Regions from separate parts of the Danio rerio genome. Here region 1 is linked to region 2. A link is a contact called in public Micro-C data. All regions are on one chromosome and are shown on one strand. Each heading gives the region's core, a stretch centred on a gene start, on an enhancer-like site or on the middle of the called end of the contact. The rest is flanking DNA. Distances are from core to core; before and after follow the strand shown. Region 1 holds the start of oard1 (O-acyl-ADP-ribose deacylase 1). Region 2 holds the start of klhdc8b (kelch domain containing 8B).

Region 1 (3,281 bases), core at 350-2,849, 240 kb before region 2:
CAAAATTAAAGATAAATAACAAAATGCATATGAAACATTTTTTGTCTAATAGAATGCATATAAAACTTTGGCCTTTTCAGAGGTGACTAATCTAAATGCCTCTGATTGGTTACTGTATTTATATGCTTTGTCCAACAAATAGAACATCCTTAATATTTTTAATCTAATTGTGGATTTGTAAGGCATTTTTGTTCATTTTGATTGAACATTTGTCACTTATAATCAATGCAATAAAACACAGAGGCTGTAAATTAAAGACGAAAAAACTCAACAAACCATCTTACCAGGTAGTACACAAAACGACCAGATCGTTCAAGAACAGCACACTGCCCAGGTTGCCTCTCTGCACAAAACAGAAGATGACAAACACAACTAACAATCAGATTGGTGTAATTTGAGTTTTACACTTCTCAGTAACTGCAATCCACACTCACTCTGTGCCTTGAGCTCTTCAACTCCCTTAAAGTGCTTCTTGAAGAGTACAGCGATCCCGGCTCCCATCCGGCAGTCCTCACTGATGCAGTGCGCCAGGGCATCGGTGGGTGGACAGGTGAACAGATCACCTCTCCTGTGGAGCAGTTGCCAGCCTGAGCTGAACGAGGCCTGCCAAAGAAATAAGTAACAACACAAAACTGCTCACAACAAAACTAATCAATAACCAGGGTAATGCTTCTGAAATCAATCTTTCCTATATCAAAATAGATTTATTCTGTCTGAGGATCACAATTAAAGAGATAGTTCACCCAAAATGAAATTTACTAACTGATTATTCACCCTCAAGTGGCTCTAGATGTTAAGGAGTTTTTTTTCTTCTGTTGAACACAAAATACACAATAATATATCTTGAAATAAGCTGGAAATCTGTCAACATATACTCTCATAATAGGAAAAACAAATACTTGTTACAGGTTTCCATCTTTTTTCAAAATATATTGTTTAGTGTTTACCAGAAGAAAGAAAGGTTTGTAACAAGTAATGCGTGTGTAAATAACAACAGAAATTTCAGACAGAACAGAACTATTTCTTTAAAATGCTCTTGAATAGGTAGCCTTTTTATGATCTGTCTTACCTTCCTTGATACGAACTTGTCCATTAGATTCCTCTGAGATTTAAGAAGGGACTCGACTGTTGGTATGATTTTCTGCACAGACACATTTATTATATAGAATACAAAAATCTACTGAACACATTGAGTGTTATTGCTCAGGACAAAATCAGGGACTGTAAGCCACGTTTATAATATCATCAATATACACGCATAGACACTCAATATGCCAACTGTGCAATGCTGGTTCTAAAGAACAGGATTTAAAACAAACCGGTCAAACCTGTTTAAATATGCCGTCAAGGTTTAGTCGTATCTTTCATTTAAACACTTTTAAATGTATCAAATAACTTTTTTTTTAATTTATAGTCTACTATAATCATATTTAAATCAAAAACTAAGTAATAACACGTTCTGAGGAAACAAAACAGGTTTATTTAACGTTACATGTCCACCGACAGACGCATTGTGTGCTGACTAGAGCTGAAGGTTTAACTTACCAAACAATGGCGATGAATGTTTGGTTTTGCGTTCCTTTAAACATTCACGTAAATCAATTTCTGCAAATAAAGTGTCCGTAGAAAAACACAGGAAAACGCGCATTCGCTTCACTTTCGAATTGGAGGTTTAAATTGGGTTGTTTTGAGAGCTTTGAGCGCCATCTGGCGTGAGGGAGCGCCTTGTTTATAGATCCAAGGAAGAGCATTGATTAAAAGCTAATGAAAGTTCACGACAAATAAAGCTTGCGTCGATTATTGATTTGAAATGGCAGAAAACAATCTGTGACGTACTTGTTTGTTTATTCTTTTAAATGAGGCACAAGCAGGATTCAATGGATAGTCTGCAACTGCACAATGCTAATAGCTTACTGGAAGAATTAACTTGAAAGACTGTAAAAAATGCTGGGTTCCACACAATAGATTTGTTAATAGTTTTTACAAATTTAAGTAGATTGAACATAAAACCATTAAGTTGTCTCCTCCAAAATTCAAGAATTGTGTTGTTTCAGCCCATTTTAATTAAGTAGTTTGAACAAACAGCAAACATAATTTTTTTGAGTGTACTACTAATAAACATCTGTATTAAATAATAGTATTTGTATAAATTATTAATTAATGCATATATTTATAAGCCAACAGTTTAAGTAATAGTTAGGCCTATTATTAAATGCAGAGTGACGTGAGTCTGAGCGCATAATGTATATTTTAATATAGAAAGCTAAATATTAAATAATGTGTGTGATTACAATTTATTTAATTTTTTTTAACAACAGACATTTTAAATTGGTGGCGCAGTAGGTAGTGCTGTGGCCTCACAGCAAAAAGGCGCTGGTTCGAGCCTCAACTGGGTCAGTTGGCATTTCTGTGTGGAGTTTGCATGTTCTCCCCGCGTTCATGTGGGGTGCTCCAGTTTCTCCCACAGTCCAAAGACATGCGGTTCAGGTGAATTGGGTATGCTAAAATTGTCTCTTGTGTATGTGTGTGAATGAAGGTGTGTGAGTGTTTCCCAGTGATGGGTTGCAGCTGAAAGGGCATCCACTGCAACATGTGCTGGATAAGTTGGTGGTTAATTCCACTGTGGCGACCCTGGATTAATAAAGGGACTAAGCCAAAAAGAAAATGAATGAATGAATGAATGAATGATATCCTAGGTCAAAGTTATCAGCAGGGAAAGTATAGCTTAAATAGCTTATTAATTATTAAAACATGTTTAACACAGTCATGTATGCATAACATAGTTTTAGTCTGCAAAATAAGTTGTAATTTATTTTAAGGAGATTTTTTGAAATAATTACTACTATACCTAAAAAATGCTAATCTGTTTCAATTAATAAACTGTAGGAAGAGCAAAACTCTTCTAAACTTATTCATGCTTGGCCTTATATAGAAAACATAATTTTAAATCTGCAAAAATATACTTTAAAAACATTGAATGAAGAGTTATTTCAGTTATAAATCAGAATAGCTAATGTTGACTTTACTAATAAACACAAATCAAGCCAATATTACAATCTCTTAAAGGTTTGAGTCAAGTTTGAGCCATTGAAAAAACCGATGTGAATCGATGTGAACACAAAAATCTGTTGTACTATTTACTAAATACCAATTACTTTTATAAAACAAATGACTATAAAAATTTAACTAAATAGTTTTAATTACTAGCCTGAGTTTATGAGAAATTAGAAAACAAAGAATTACATAAACAAAACATTTAATATACAATTGGTGAGTTTTAT
Region 2 (3,063 bases), core at 187-2,686:
GATATTTTTATCCAAGGTACTGTAATCATACCGTCAGAATCTTATACAGGCCCATATACCTTGTGACCACTGAAGCCCACTTTATTTTACAAAATTAATTATTTCATGTTCCACAGAAGAAACAAATTGGTTCCAGTGTTCTGCCGATTCGCCCTATCTTGTCAGATTGTCCTACCTCCCATTCAAAAAGTAGGTAGCACATTTTGACGATGCAATATGCTACTCATCAGTTTTAGCTACCAGTGTAAGTTTTAATGTGCAGTAGTGTGATATGAAACTGTAATATCGCCACCCTAACCTACCTAATTCCTAACCCCAACCTCAGAACCATTCAAATACAGTGCTGGTATTAAAATCTAATGGGTGGTATAAAATGTCAGGACACCTGTTTGCAATCGACCTGTTTGTAATAGAGGCAGGTTATATATGATCGAAGTAAATAATTACATATTTTTCAATATTATTTATGTCAATATTATTCAAAGTATCTGCTTAAAAATGAAACATTAATCTCAAAACAACAAAAACAACATGCTCAAGGCTGTGGACGACCAGACAAGTTACACAAAATATAAGCTTAAACAGATTAAGAGCACAACTGCTAGTTTTACCCTGAGCTTGTAAAGTGCTTCTGCTGAAGCATTAATCTCACATTGATAATGAAAGAGAACAGCCATGCAACAGGTGATTAAATTAAGCGAGATCACTGCAGTACTGTGTTCTGTGACTATAAGCACTTGTTGTTATTGGATTTGTTTAATCAAGCGAATAATAAAGTTGGCTGCCTCACACTAAACAACAATTCTCCATAATAAGAATTGGCCGGTCTCTTAGCGAAAACCCTGAGAGCCTTTGAAGCACTTGAGCATGTTATCAGCTGAGGGTTGTGCAGAGCTGATCTAATGCGGAACAGCCTCTCCAAAAGCCGTGAACACTGAAGACACGCTGCATGGAGCGCAAGACCACCTTCCAACCAGTCGTAAACTTGAATGTGTATATACAGCCAGTACATACAAGCATACATCAACGAAAATATTCAGATTAAAATATAGATACAAAAACATAGTTAAAAGCTTAAAATACCAGTCAAATATTATGGCGTGTTTTCCAAACGACGTGAAAATATGCAATAAAAAATATATAATGTTAATTAATGCCATTTAATCCTTATTTGCTAGTATTGAAACAAAGATAGTGATACAGTGGCTGTTCTCCAACACATGCACAAACTGCAGTCTGTCACCAAACCATGCGCTTCGAGTCTGTGCAAAATAGCACGATAAAACTTTCCATAATAAGCTTCTCGTGCTAATTATTACCTTATTTTGTCGTCCAGCACCTGCGAATCTCCCAAAGTCTTGAAAGTTCAGTCAGAAGATGAGCTCGACGCGCTCCTCAGTCGCGTTATTGTGCCAGCGGTTAGTTTAGGTTTCGGACAGATGCTCCTCTCCTCGCGCGAGTATCTCCATTGGCTCAGCAGCATCACTCATTTCGCCCTCCCCTGAACGCTCACACGCGCTGTCTGCATGCTGGAGGTTTTGTTTTTTTTTCTCCCTAAAACCCTGTTACTTTGACTAGAACTACAAAGTGAACAATTGAAAAATCAAAGCACAGATTTAGGGCGTATGGAGTTCATGGGATGAAGTCTTTGCAGTGTCTTAGACTTGCATGCTACTAAAACATATTTATTGACGTCTTATTTGTTGATCTGTTAAACAATACGAATTTAATCGTGCTTTAATTGCGCGCTACTCTTATTGTCGCAATGTCAGTGGAAATCGCTTGTTCTCACATAAAAAAAAAACATTAAAATGCGTGAAATGAAATGCAGAAATGAAGTTGCGATCTTCCCTGAATCCTCCAGTGCCTCTCCTGCTCCGACTATTAGAAGAAATGACACGGGTTATGGGAAACGGTGAGTGACAAAACCTCACTAATGAAGTGCATCGACGCAAGCTGGCATTTTGAAACACTACTGCCCCCTTTTGGTATTAAGTAATATTGTCGCATTTCAGCAACAGTAGGGAAGGGGTGCCCAAACTTTTTCTCATAGGACCAAAAAACAAATATCATCGAGAGACATATGTCATTTCCTAATTTATTTAATAAAATTTTTAAATAAATAGAAAACATGACTTGGTGGAACATGACAGTATGTAATGCAGTATAACTGTTTAAATGATAATTTATTGCAATTAAATACAAAAACAATCACATTTATAACACAGTGGAGTTCAATGCTGAATACACAAGCAGAATCTGCCTTTAGTGACAGTATCTACATTTTAAAAATCTGATTAAATGGCAACATTTGAATTAAAACATTTAACTTCACTTAGCTTTTTTGTAGCTTTACAATACAACGAACAAATAAAAGATTAATTTAAATTTGAAATGTCAATCTCTAAACCATCCCCATCATTCTCCACCTCTTCTCAGATGGGATGGCGAGCCCAATCAAAGGTTACCATGGGCCAACTTTGGCCCGCGGGCCCTTGGGCATCTCTGATCTAGGGTGTTATGTAAAACAAATTTGTGTAAAAAAAATTTTTTTACACAATTTTTTTAATTAGCTAAAAAAAAGCATAACCTTTATAACATATATGCAAATAATGTTTTATCATTGACATTTTGATTTTAAAGGTTAGCTGACTAGCATGGTGCCACCGTTTTTATTCTAATTTTCAAACACATTGTTATTTTTCAATTTGTTGTAATAAAGAAAATCAGGATGATTCCATCAAATATATGTTTATTTTCTCTTCTGACGTAAAAACATATTATGGATAAAAATACATAAAGTATATTTACATTTACACACATTTACGTATAGATTTAAAAAAGAATAGCCTACGTTTCCACCTATAGTTCAGATCTGAACAATTAACACATGATCACTTTCTGCAAATAAATGATTTAAATGAAAATAATCTTATTTCAAATTTTAAAGATTATGAGACAGTTACTGAAATGACTTAAATAGGTATAAAATTATGCTAACAAATAATAACAAATGTATATTAAAGCTTAATCTAAATTTCCCAAAAAAGAAATAAATTACCA

What was found. Hi-C and Micro-C count contacts between places; a contact is called where the count stands out from the background.
Region 1: a Micro-C map of caudal fin shows a contact between it and region 2, with 9 times the contacts expected there. The contact joins the promoter of oard1 here to the promoter of klhdc8b in region 2. A contact is called at or near these places in 3 of 18 Hi-C or Micro-C datasets (caudal fin, embryo and an unstated tissue) and 1 of 4 datasets of contacts at active chromatin or transcription factors (caudal fin).

The regions. Positions count from the first base shown.
Region 1 is chr23:22,127,724-22,131,004 of GRCz12tu, forward strand. It overlaps oard1 (O-acyl-ADP-ribose deacylase 1), which reads right to left and starts at 1,600. Exons shown (of 6, transcript NM_001020755.1): 1 at 1,546-1,600; 2 at 1,070-1,141; 3 at 435-603; 4 at 285-343. The coding sequence starts at 1,093. guca1b (guanylate cyclase activator 1B) reads right to left here. Exons shown (of 4, transcript NM_131871.1): 4 at 3,270-3,281.
Region 2 is chr23:22,363,736-22,366,798 of GRCz12tu, forward strand. klhdc8b (kelch domain containing 8B) reads right to left here and starts at 1,437. Exons shown (of 6, transcript XM_073938798.1): 1 at 1,320-1,437.